Linked DNA regions of Mus musculus: all the other regions are linked to region 4. A link is a contact called in public HiChIP or PLAC-seq and promoter capture Hi-C data. All regions are on one chromosome and are shown on one strand. The core of a region is the stretch at or near the end of the contact, and the rest is flanking DNA. Distances in the headings are between cores, read along the strand shown.

The links. Promoter capture Hi-C pulls out the DNA fragments that hold promoters and counts their contacts. HiChIP or PLAC-seq counts read pairs in DNA pulled down with a chosen protein or histone mark.
Region 1: a promoter capture Hi-C map of liver shows a contact between it and region 4, with 2.4 times the contacts expected there. The contact joins the enhancer-like site here to the promoter of St6galnac3 in region 4. A contact is called at or near these places in 3 of 39 promoter capture datasets (embryonic stem cells, hippocampal neurons and liver), 2 of 115 datasets of contacts at active chromatin or transcription factors (embryonic stem cells and pro-B cells) and 1 of 9 other capture datasets (embryonic stem cells).
Region 2: an H3K27ac HiChIP or PLAC-seq map of large pre-B cells shows a contact between it and region 4, with 4 times the contacts expected there. The contact joins the enhancer-like site here to the promoter of St6galnac3 in region 4. A contact is called at or near these places in 1 of 39 promoter capture datasets (embryonic stem cells), 3 of 115 datasets of contacts at active chromatin or transcription factors (astrocytes, large pre-B cells and regulatory T cells) and 1 of 9 other capture datasets (liver).
Region 3: a promoter capture Hi-C map of liver shows a contact between it and region 4, with 4 times the contacts expected there. The contact joins the enhancer-like site here to the promoter of St6galnac3 in region 4. A contact is called at or near these places in 6 of 39 promoter capture datasets (the HPC-7 cell line, hippocampal neurons, liver and 2 more), 1 of 15 datasets of contacts at CTCF or cohesin (large pre-B cells) and 9 of 115 datasets of contacts at active chromatin or transcription factors (astrocytes, embryonic basal ganglia, embryonic forebrain and 6 more).

Annotation. Positions count from the first base shown.
Region 1 is chr3:152,791,207-152,794,204 of GRCm38.p6, reverse strand. It overlaps a transcript of Pigk not described here. Among named protein-coding and RNA genes, the nearest start is that of Gm40181, 37 kb to the right of the region's middle. Within about 2 kb of position 1,259, at least 20 of the 459 cell types and tissues checked have an H3K27ac peak or open chromatin away from gene starts, as enhancers often do. A contact at or near this core is called in hippocampal neurons and liver, where this site is marked.
Region 2 is chr3:152,910,575-152,913,802 of GRCm38.p6, reverse strand. The region is part of intron 2 of St6galnac5 (ST6 (alpha-N-acetyl-neuraminyl-2,3-beta-galactosyl-1,3)-N-acetylgalactosaminide alpha-2,6-sialyltransferase 5); the gene reads left to right. The region is part of intron 2 of Gm46830 (a long non-coding RNA gene); the gene reads right to left. Among named protein-coding and RNA genes, the nearest start is that of Gm46830, 12 kb to the right of the region's middle. Within about 2 kb of position 1,287, at least 116 of the 459 cell types and tissues checked have an H3K27ac peak or open chromatin away from gene starts, as enhancers often do. A contact at or near this core is called in regulatory T cells, where this site is marked.
Region 3 is chr3:152,762,027-152,764,871 of GRCm38.p6, reverse strand. The region is part of intron 9 of Pigk (phosphatidylinositol glycan anchor biosynthesis, class K); the gene reads right to left. Among named protein-coding and RNA genes, the nearest start is that of Gm40181, 7.3 kb to the right of the region's middle. Within about 2 kb of position 1,466, at least 136 of the 459 cell types and tissues checked have an H3K27ac peak or open chromatin away from gene starts, as enhancers often do. A contact at or near this core is called in liver, where this site is marked.
Region 4 is chr3:153,723,435-153,726,451 of GRCm38.p6, reverse strand. It overlaps St6galnac3 (ST6 (alpha-N-acetyl-neuraminyl-2,3-beta-galactosyl-1,3)-N-acetylgalactosaminide alpha-2,6-sialyltransferase 3), which reads left to right and starts at 1,319. Exons shown (of 5, transcript NM_011372.2): 1 at 1,319-1,407. The coding sequence starts at 1,390.

The DNA.
Region 1 (2,998 bases), core at 10-2,509, 930 kb after region 4:
ATTTGGACTTGAGTTTTGTGTGGGGTGAGTTGGGATATGGAACCTGAAGGGACCACCTCCAGTAGCCAGACAGGACCACCAGTGGAGGAATGGGTACACCAAACCACCTACATAATTTCTGACCTAAAATTGGTTCTATCTAACAGAAATGCAGGGACAAAGATGGAGCAGAGACTGAAGGAATGGCTGATTAGTGACTGGCCCATTTTGAGACCCATCCTATGGGCAGAGACCAATCCCTCACACTATTAATGATGCTATATACTATGTTGTGTTTGCAGACAGGAGCCTAGCATAGCAGCCCTCTGTGAGGCTCTACTCAGCAACCGAGACAGATGTAGATAATGACAAACATTGGATGGAGGTCAGGGACCACTGTGAAAAAGGCAAGGACTGAAGGCCCTTAAGGAGATGGCAACCCCACAGGAAGACCAACAGTGTCACCCAACCTGGACCCCTGGGAGCACCCAGAGACTAAGCCACCAAACAAAGAGCATATATGGGCAGTTCTGAGTCTCCCTATACTCTGGCCTCAAAGGGAGTGGATGCGGCTAGTCGTGCAGAGACGGGATGAACAAGGATGGAGGGATATTGAGGGAGGGCTGCCCTCTCAGGGGCAAAGGGGAGGGAGGAGAGAGGGGGACTGGGATGGGGAGGACAACATCTGGGATGTAATAAACCCATTCTCAGAACTGGATCTTTTATTCACTAGTCTCTGATGTCTAATGAGATATCATTTCTCTGTTATAACTCCATCTTACTTACACAGATACACCCCCCCCCACACACACATTTAATTTTTTTTTTAAAAGAAAGATACCTAGACATAGGCATTTGACTGCCAATGATGAAGAGGCAACTGGAAAATACAGATGGGAATGTACATACAGGGGACTGTAAGCAGCTTTTGATTTGGGAAAAATGTGCAGAACATCTGGAGCACGCTGCTGTGGAAAAGCACTCAGACAAGACTTAAAGGAAGCCAAGCAGCTGAGCAGGAGTGCCTGGAACTGACAGCAGCGTGAAGGGAGAGGAGACACTGTGAAAAAGTGTAGTTAGTAAGAAGAGGTGGTAAGGAGATCGCATTCATGAACACACACACACACACACACACACACACACACACACACACACACACAAACAGGGAGAGGAGGAAAAAAGCCAGATGAACTAGCACGATGAAGCATTTAGCAGAGAGCATATTGCTCTGAGAACTTTAGTAGTGAAGGTCTGAACACACTGTGAGGGAAAGGAGCTCCCAGATGGGATGCGTGTGACCAGCTCTCAGGGTGTAGGCCTCAGCCTCTGAGTCTAGGTGAGTGGAAGGGCAGAACCTGCCAAGTGGCAGGGGGTAGATGTCAGATGGAATTGGTCCAGAGCCTGGTTCATTTCCAGATCACTAAGCTTCCGTTGGCACAGTAACTAAAAGTGAAAGTGCTTGTGTGGAGTCCGTATCGTGTGGCTCTTAAATGGGACTTGTTCTTGTTTCTTCCCTGGTAGCAGTTCTCTCAGGAACCACTCTAGAACCATGTTACTCTTTAGGAAAGAATCCTACCTTCTCACCCCACCCCCCAATCCGGGGAGCACCTCCAGGCACAGCACATGATGATGGTCTCAGTTACTATTGCTTAGCAACTGCTCCAACTCGACACTGTTTCTCTAACTGCAATATGCTCATGGTTCTGGGCAATCAGGAGATGGTGCCATGGGTTGGCTGGGGTCTGGACTGGAGCAACGCTTCTCCACAGGGCTCAGTTCCTCAGGGATGGTGGCTGGGCCTAGAGGCCCGAGAGACAGCAGGGCATATGTATGGGTCACCTTCAATGGCCTCACTCCAGAATGGGCAGTACTGTTCTACTGAGTAGAAGAAGTGTCTATCCAGCCCAGATCCGAGGAGTGAGAGACTGTATTACAGACTCTACCTCCTGATGTGAGAAGCATCATTGAATTTGCAGTATTGCCCATAGTAAACACTACATAGATGTCTGTTTCCAGCAATTACAACATTTTGGAAAAGCAAAGGAAGTCAGAGTGGTGTGCAGTCCTGGAACGTCTACACAGAACTCAGAAATAGTGCTGCAAACTTGATCAACCTTAAAGAATGCTGCTCGCAGCTGTGCTACAGCAAATACTGCAGTCTTGTTCAATCTCTCCATAGGAGATAAAACAGCATTCGTGTTTACTGCATTCATGTCACTACCCACAACAGCCAAGGTAAGGAGCCAGTGAGATGTCTATCAGCCAGTGAGTGGACAAAGGCAATGCACTGTATGATCTGAGCCAAACTGCACCATCTAGAGGGAAATGAATGGAATTGGAGACCTCGGTGTTAAGTGAAATAAGCCACTCAGAAAGTCAAATGCTACACACTCTCTCCTGGGCAGACTATATACTTAAATACATCTAAAGAGAAATATAGGAGTGATGTGAAGGTAGGTGTATGGGGAGGAGACGAGGCCTGGGGCAGGCAAAGACCAAGAGTGGCATGTTCTCTCACCTGCAGCAGTGAGCCAAGGTCACACAACTTTTCATACAGCTCCTCCATTTTGGTTGAACTGTGACGATTCCAGAATCCAAGGTGATCTGGCCAAGGTAATTAGGTCTCTAGAACCAGAGACCTATTTCTCTCAACGTCTTCTCTGCTCACTTGCTCCAGTAATGGCCAACCCGGAAAGACCTTGACCTAACGTTCTGTGACTGTGTGAGTACTCACTGCTTACCCTAGCTAAGGCCACCTAGGGCCAAACCAGCAAACCTTTCCATACAGTTCCCCTCCCTCTTCCTCTCAAGTATTTAAGAGGAGACTTTTACTCTGTCATGCTGATCTGAGCTCTCCTTGGAGCCTCTGTATGCTGTTGCCTGTCTATCTGTGACATTAATCTCTTTTCTAATACATAAATGCATATAACATAAAATGATAATTATAAATACATACATACATACATACATACATACATACATACATATCATAACATATGCTATATGTGTCTCGGTGTCA
Region 2 (3,228 bases), core at 38-2,537, 810 kb after region 4:
ACTGTGTAAGTACTGGGAACTGAACTCGGGTTCACGGAAAGAGCAACAAGTGCTTTCAACCACAGGGCCATCTTTCCCGCCCCAGAATTTGTTAATTTTTTAAAATTTCATTATAATTACCCAAAGTTTGGGATGAATACATTTCATACCTCCAGATTAATAATAATGTAAAAGTCCCCAGCCTAACAGCAATGACTTGTAGCTTTTAAAAATACCTCAACTATATCTGAAAATAAGCAAAAATTAATCTCTCTGAGATGACTGAAATGCCGAGCTTATCAGGGTTACGAAAACAGTTTAAAGCGTTGACAGTTCACAGCGCAAAACCATCCAGTGTTTAAAGTTTCATTTTCATCCTTAAAACTTCTTCTTGTATCCACTTAAAGAGAACGGAGATGACAGAAGCTCAGGGAACTCCGAGCAGAATGGAGCGTAAGGGGACACACCCACTTCCCCACCAACCATCTGCCCAGAACCAGTGCATTTGCACTCCCAAACCAGACAGCCAAGAGGACACAGCGGTCAGAATCCAGCCTCCGTGCTCTCCTCAGATGAGGTGGGCTTTGTAGACTAGAATAAAAAGCCAGGGTGGGGTAGGTAATGATTCGGTTACAAATAAGGCCCAAGGGGTAGAGTTGTCTTTGCACTGTAGACCAGAGTCATCAGACAGCCCTTTCCCATATGGTGGTAGCCTGTGAGGTTGCTGTGGAAGAGCTGGACATTAGCACCAGGCATGTCAGCAAGCCCAGGTTCATAAGTGACTTACGACACTCACTCTCACAGTCTACTGATGGAGAAACAACTCAGTCACCTGACCCCAAATGAGCAAGGAAGATTCCAGAGCGATATAGGGGATTTGATGGTTACCAGGCTCCGCCATGGGAGACTTCCTGTCTCCCCCGTGGTCAACCTGCCTCAGCACTTATCGGTGTTCCTCCCTCAGGTACACTGTGGGCCTCAGACCCTGCAGTAGCCATGTCTCTCCAAAGAAAAGAAAATTCCAGAGAAAAGGAGACAGAAGAAAAACACCGGCTTACGCACAATGCCCCAACAGAATTGCAGGCTGGTACTTCTACTTAAGAGCAAGAAGTCAGAGGAAGAAAAGCACAGTGAGAGGCGGAACCACTGAACCACAAATTCGTGCTTACTCTACTGAAATGAGAATACAAGCGAGAAAAGCTTTCTCCTCCCCCCTCCCTGCCCCGCCCCACTCGACTAGCCTATGCAAGTGTGAGAGCATAGACTCTCCACTGGCCTGATCATCACGTCTTACAGGGCTCCGACTGCTGAGCCAATTCACGTTCTACTGCGTCTTCTGTGGCATGTAGTCACCGACACACGACGCCTTCTGGGCTCATCCAACCAGCTTTCTGAAAGCCTCCCAGGTGCCAGGCCTCATGCCGACTTGTTCCCGGGACTGTCCTCTCACAGAGCTGGTGTCAAGGGAGGGGCCCCTGAGTCATGACAGGAAACACATTTCAGGAAACACAACCACATTCTTTGTCTCCCATGACCTGCCACCACAGGGTGCTGAGTAGGTCCTTAAGCACAAGAGAAAAAGACCTCGAGCACCAGTTGCTCCCGTTCTAGGATTCTGCAACACACAGCCTAATGACAACAGCTTTGCTCTTCACACAGGAGTGAAGAATTAGAAAGTGTGTTTCTCTCCCCAAGCTCCCGTCAACGCTTTCCCCAACAGTCTTGATCAATCAGACCTTATTTCAGGACTGGGGGCCAGAAGGGTTAGAAGGTTCTACATGCTGCCTATTTGGGGCTCACTTTTGTCTTCGTCCCTTGTGGATGGTCCTGGGGAAGGTGGGACACATTTTCAGCTGGGTTTCCAGAACCTATGCTGTCCATGCCAAATTCTACTTCTAACTCTGTGACCTTGTAGCTGTCCTCTGGTCTCTCTGAGATGAAGTTCCCTCATGTGTAAAATCAAATGTTTAGACTAGACAAGGGCTCTTCCAACTGTAACCGTGTGGTTCTGGCATCTGTCTCCCTGCCTCTGTAATTGAGGCCACTGGTCCCGTGACCTGAGGTGTCTGCAGGGAGGATGAGTTGGAGAAGTGTCACTAGGTTGATCAGCTGGAGAGGCGTCCCTCCCACAGAATCAGCTAAGAGAAAAACCATCAGGTGTGTCCCCTCTGTAACTCTCCGGCATTGCATTTTCCTCTCAAAATGCCCAAACAGCCATTGAGATCATAAACTGAAGGCCATAACCATTCTATAGTCAGCATTTGCCAAAGTGCAGTGGCCCTATATCTGTGCACTCACCAATACATCTCCAAGATGGCCGAGTAGTCCACACTGAGCCCGAGTCCATGGGCCTGTCACTGAGAGCCCAGATCAAACTGAGGGACCTGACTCAAAACAGCAATGTGCAATCATAGTCTCAATCATAGGAGTGCAGAGAGGCTCAGCCCTGTCCCCAAGTCCATACCCATCTGACTAACCCAAGGTCATGCACACAGGCTCAAGGTCACGGACAGAGGTGAGAGAGATATTGCATCTCTGACTTCCAGGCCAGGTCCTCCACCAGGCTACACCAGATATTCATGGGCATACAGGAACCTAAAACTCTGTCAGTATAGTGACAGTGACATGCTCACGATAGTGCTGATGATTGTCATTGTATATACAGTACAGGTGTACTAACTGTACTTCACACAGATTGTAGTTCATCAATTGCATGTATAACTTTTTAGTATTATTCACAACTTACAGACAAGAGAGCAGAGGGTGCAAGAGATAACTAACTAGCATTCTTTGATGATAGATTATTAGACTAGTCTACTGAGCCAGACCTCTTAAAGTTTCTACTGTATACAGGCAATAAATTAGTGATTCTGATGAAATTTAGAGCCAAATTTTCTCCCAAAGAAATGACAGTGTTATATGACAAAAGCAGCAAACATGAGTTATATAATATGGTGAGGGAGACGCGGAACCTACGTTAGGAGATAAGACTGCATTGGAAAGCTGGTGACAGACAAGACAGGGGAGGAAAACTGGGATGGGTCTTAAAACAGTAGGCTCAGAGGTTAATTAAAATCAGGGTTGAAAGGTCAAAATGAGCCTGAAGATTTCAAACCCCATGGGGGCGGGGAGGCCACATAAGCTGCTGCTGCTGGATGTGGGGACAGAGAAAACAAACATGTAGTGTTAGAAAGAGATTGATATGACCATCTATCTCATGAAGCATCTTCCAAAAAGAAATATCTTGCA
Region 3 (2,845 bases), core at 217-2,716, 960 kb after region 4:
TATCCATGATATACAAAAGCTCAAGACGGCAGATGTCAGGAAGAACACAGAAGACAACTCAAGCAAAACTCAGCTAAGCACTGAACAGAGAGAAGCCCAAGTGACCAGCAACTATCATGAAGCACTCGGTGCCCTTAGTCATCACAGAGGCACCAGTTAAAACCACAATGAGATTCCATCTACATCAGGAAGAATGGCTAACAGCAAGACACGGATATTGGAATGGTGTTGGTGGGCATATAACCTTCTGCAGCTACAAGGAAAACCAACGTGGTGATTTCTAAGAAAGCAAATGCTACAGTTGCCATATGACCCACCCATCCCACTCCTGGGCACCCACCCGAAGAACTCTGCATCCTACCAAAGAGACCTGCACATCTGTGGTCACGGCCGCTCTAGTCACAGTAGCTAGGAAATACAGTCAGCCTAGACACTATTAACTCAAGTAACAACAAAAATGAGGTACACACACAATGGAATTCAAGTCATCCAATAACTTGAAACTATGAGATTTTCAAGAAATGGAAGAAACTGAAAAATATTCTATTACCTTAACTCTCTCATGTGTGTTCAGCTCTTTTATATATACACATCTATATCACAGGAGAAATATGATCTTTAAGTTGGGGGTGGGGAGACAGCAGAACCCGTGTGACATAGAAGGGACACGATGGTCTCACTCAGCGAGAGCAGATGGCAGACAGAATGTACAGTCTAGGATGTCAACCGAAAGAAATGATACATGGAAAGCTGACATTTTGGTAAGCTAATCAAAAAACAATTTTTAAAAATATTTTGAATGGGATATTCACCCTGTGGGGATGAATAAAGGTGTTTCCAGAGGTTACAGCCTATTAAACAAGAATCCCAGGACCAGGGCAAGGCACTTCTCAGGAGGTGACCATGGGTGCTCCCAAGAACCCCAAAACAACCCAGGCCACTGCCCTTAGTTTCCTACCATAACTAGTTGGTCAGACTGTGCTGCTCAAGATCACACAGGATTGACCCCAGACACAGAGAAAGCAAGCTGCAGCTGGGCTGGAACCTCCCCCCTGCTGGCTAGGCTGAAGCTGCCAGGGGGCGCCATGCAGCTCGCCCTCCGGGTACCAACACTGACGGCCAGGCAGCTTGAGAGCACTGGTACGGCGGGAAGCCTGCCCACCTCGGGGCTGGACTTGCCACAGGAAGGACCTCGCTTCGGACGCTCTCCGCTGGTCAAAAGCCTGTAGCTGGGAAGAGGGGCTGCAGGATGCAAGTCGCGCCTATCAAACGGCCTTCTCCAGAGCTCACATGCCCGCAGAGCTGCTCAGACAAGCTTCTTCCTCCAGTGGGCAGCAGTGACTGCAGACTCATAACTACTCAAAGTCGAGAGAATAAACTAAACGACAGTTTGAATACCTCGCCCGCTATACCTAGGACATATAGAACAGCCCCTCAAAGCTCGGGGGCACTGTGGAAGATGGAGCAGAGAGAACGGAAGAGTCAGCGGAAGTGAGATAGCTGTGGAAAGCTGACTTCCGGATACGACAGGACTTTGGCAATCGCAGACCCACAGCAGCCTTGACATCTGCACTGGACTGCAAGGCTGGGTCTGTCAGGACCCTTCCAGGGAAGAGCAAGGGATCCGTGGAGCCCCACCCTCTCCAGGACTCACAGGCAGTTAAAAGTTGATGGGGGAGGAGACAGAATTTCCACAGCCCTGTAGCTATAAGGTGTACATGCTCTGTAAACAGGCTTCCGCCCACGCTCCTGCAGACAGCCCTGAGGAGACTCACAGGGTCACCACAACTGATAGACAAAGGCAAGACAAGAAAGCATAGGGGAGCCAGCTGGGAAGAGGATTGGCAGAACTGGGGTGAATATGACCGACATACACCATGCACATGCATAAACCGACATAATGAAATCCATTGCTGTGGACAACTAATACATAATAATTAATTAAATTATATACTAATTAAATATATATACTAATTAAAACACTTAGTCCCAACACTTGGGAGGTAATATCAGGTGGACCAAGGTTCAAGACCAATCTCAGGGACACAGGAGTTTATGGGCAGCCTCTAATACATGAGAGCCAGTTCAACAGAAAAAGCTTTTAAAAGAAAAAACTTGTGAAAAAAAATGAGCAATTTTCTAATTTTTAAATTTTTCTTGTTGAACCATTTGAAAGTTGAGACACCATCAGTTATTATGTATTTCAGCATGCCTTCACAATGTCAACAATGTTTCAAAGACAGTGTGTAATTCACACTGAGTCTCATGTAGCTCACCAGTCTCACAGTGGTTAAATCAACCGCTCATAACTTTCCTGGAAATACTGGTTCTCTTCCACAGGTTGCACACTGTTTCCAGGAACCTGGCTCGATGTTCTTTCCAGTTAGGTGACTTCCATCCTAACGCACTGTTACCCTTGTACTCCTGCATCTTCGTTTCTCACTCGGAGGCTCGGGAGGCCTCTTCCTCCCTGCTTCTGCTGAGGTGACGCCCTAGCATACTTGGAGGATTGGCAGGGTAGACAGTCCCTCTCAGGTACCCACGACATAAGACCTTTCAATGCACACATTCTGCTTGAGCTCTGAAAAGGTTTCCAGTACAGTTTTTAACGCTATTTCTATTTCTATTCCATTTGATTTTCTAGTTTAAGCATTAAGCAAATATAATGGACCCCCCCCCCAGACTCTCTCTCTCTCTCTGATTTTTCCTGTTTTCTTCCTCACATTTCAGTGTTATTTTCCTGGCTCTTATTTCTAGTCTTTATTCCTTTCACTGAACTTGTGGTAACACACTCCTCCCCTGGGTGTCTTGTAATTTAGTTTTCACTTCCAAGGTGATTTTCTCT
Region 4 (3,017 bases), core at 70-2,569:
TATAAAATACATGTGCCTTGAAGGCAGAGGGAGGGGTGGGAGGAAGTGGCAACAGAGAAGAGTTTAGTCACCCTGGAGACAGACAGAGCTTGCCTGGGAACAGGCAGTTTGAATAGGACTCTAGTCTTTTCAGTATCTTCCCTGTGATTTCTCCTGTTGAATGTCCTGAGCAATTCCTGTCTGTTGGTGTGGGAGCCATCTCATGACCCTCGGTCACTCTCAGATCACATGCTTTCCCTGATGCTGTGCAGGCCAGCTAATCTGCGAGGGAGATGACTTTAAGGTAGATGTTTTGGGGAGTAATTTAAAGACTTGTGTGACTTCTAGACAGCAGGAATTTGTGTATCTACAGACCTTTCCTCTCTCTGGGCATAACCTCTTCTTGTAGAAATGATTGTTCTCTTAGCAGGTCTGGTTTGGGACACACAGAGTCCATTAAGGACCCAGAGAGGACCAGGTTCCAGTTTGCCCATGTCACCTCTTGGGTAAATCTGCACTGCTCTTTAACACAGGACAGTTCATGGTGGAGGTCAGGACCTTCCTAGATGTCCAGACTTAAGAGGAAAAGCTAATATGTAACTTGGTTGTTGAAATTTTAACTGAGTTCTCTAAATTCCAAGATAGTAGTAGTGAGTAGCAAAGTCCTGTGCATCATACTCTGTACATAGGTGTACACACATGAACATTATCTTTATACATTGTGTACATAAGCATTTTACGAACTTGCAACAGAATACAACAGTCACAGCTGCATATGTTTATGTGCCCATATGCTACACATGCTGTGCACAATGTCACATTGTGTGAAGATTGTGGCTTCTTTTTTGAAGACCAAGAGTGTTCAATCTTTCAGCATCTCTAGTTGTTTGTGTTTTCAGGTTGACAGACGATCAATCATAACAAGAGACGCACACCACAGAATTCTGCAGTGCCCAAGGGCTAGCCCTGGGCACTTCCAGCTGCTTTCGAAGAATCCTGTGATGGGCCCCATGCCTGCATCGGAATGGTGCCAAACAAAGCTAACTTTTTGGAAAGTGGCACATCTGTGGGTTCTCTGATGGGCGAGTGCAGCTGGAAGGGCCACCTTCTGTCCTCAGGTTAAGCAGATCTGGGTCTGCTGCAAGCCGGGCTTTACATACCTCCATCTGCAGAAGGGTTTGGAAAAAAAGGTGAAGTAGTAGCAGCGGTGGAGTAGCAAGCAGTTGCGGGCTGCACGGAGGGCACGTGACTAGGGGCGGGGCCTCGTGTGGCGCCAGCCAGTGGCGGGGCTCGGGGGTGGGGCCTGAGCGCGCAGCTCCCGCGGCCCGGCTCGCTCTGCGGGAATGTGGGCTGGAGTGGTCCAGCTGCGGGGCCGAGGTGCAGCGAGCCACAGGGTCGATCCATAGCGCCATGGCCTGCATCCTCAAGGTAACAGCTCGGCGGTGGGCCGCATGCGAGCTCCGCCTGCTGGGTGCGCCGAGGCGTGGAGCCCGCCGCGGTCCCGCCGCATCCTCAGCCCGCCCGTCTCTTCCTGGCGTCGGCTTCCTTTTTGTTCCTTTGGCCAAGGCATCTGGGTGGGAGACTATGTAATGTGCGTTGGGCACAGACTCCTTGCCTGCACTGCTGCCGGCTGGCTCCTGTCTGGAAGGAGCTGGGCAGGGAGCGCGCGGCGGCGTGCCGAATGATGGGTATAGCAGGCGGAGCAGAGGGTGCTCCGAGACTTGGGTCAGGGCAGCCCGCGGCCTGTGGGGGGCCATGGGCTGAAAAGGAGTGGCCCAGCATGGGTGAGGGGCACAGCGTTTGAGAGGAGGAGGAGAGGGTGCAGAGAGCCCGCAGCCTTTGCTCCCGGGAACACATAAACTTCTAGGTCTACAGGTAGCCCTGTAGGGATGAGTTTTCTGGGGAACTAGCTCCAGGTGCCGGGACTTAAGTTGGAAAAGTTCATTAGATGGACATAGGTAGAATGTTGGACTTCCTTAGGCTCACATGTGAACAGACAGTATCTACCCAGAGTCCAGCCCTATTTTGCTGAGTTCTTTCAAGCCTTGGTACATTCCATGTTCTTAGTGACTCCTTAGCCACAGGCTTGAAGGCTTTGCGTGGACCTACTTGGTGAGGACCTTTTCTGGGAAGACTTGTTTCCAACTCACCGAGAAAGTTCACTCCCTAGCCTGTTCTGGTTTTTCCTCGCTGTCCTTATTCAGTTGCCCAGTCTGACTCCGTGGATCCAAACTTGAGCAGCATGAAGGTTTCCCATCCCGGAGAGAAAACTAAGGTGTTCGGTTTCCAGCCCCGAGAAGGTGCTGTGTGACCAAGGGCCACACAGAACAGTCTTGTGTGTCGTAGCACTTAATATAGTCTTGGGCTGCTGTTGAAGTTGTACCAGTCATCCTTCCCTCTCATGAAGCGAGGCAGCAGACCCTTATTGTGACTTTCCTGAGCTTGCCGTTTGTTTTGGAACACTTTCCACGCCTTTTCTTTTCTTTTTTTTTCCCCAAGGGTGGCAAAGTTAGGAGGAAATAATCCATTGGTATCACAGAATGCAACTTGAACTCACAGGAACTGGAACTAGGTCACCACATCGTCTCTATTTATTTGTGTCATTTGCTAAAAGGAAATCAAGGCGCCTGCCATGTCCTGTTGTTGGTCATGTCTTCCTCTATTGGTTTTTCCCCTGTCATGCATCTTCTGTCTGTGTGAGTGTGCTTGCTCTGGAGTGGTGCTGCTGATTGGACTTTTACAAATGCCAAGGTCCTGTCTGGTCACAGGGCTATATCCCCAGATCCCTCGAGGCATCTCTAGTGCAGATCCAAGGGCACACATAGATCTCACCTGTCATCCCTCACACAGAGGAGCCCCTCCTTACTTGCCTTCAAACCCTAACCATGAATCAAGATGAATAAAGATTAAGCAAATTCATCAGAATTCTGGCTCCGCCTCCGGTCACCTGTGTGGCCTTGGACAAGTTACACGACTCTGAATACTAAGTTGTTCAACATAAGATCAAAATAGTCACACAAAGTCTGTCAGGTTGCTAC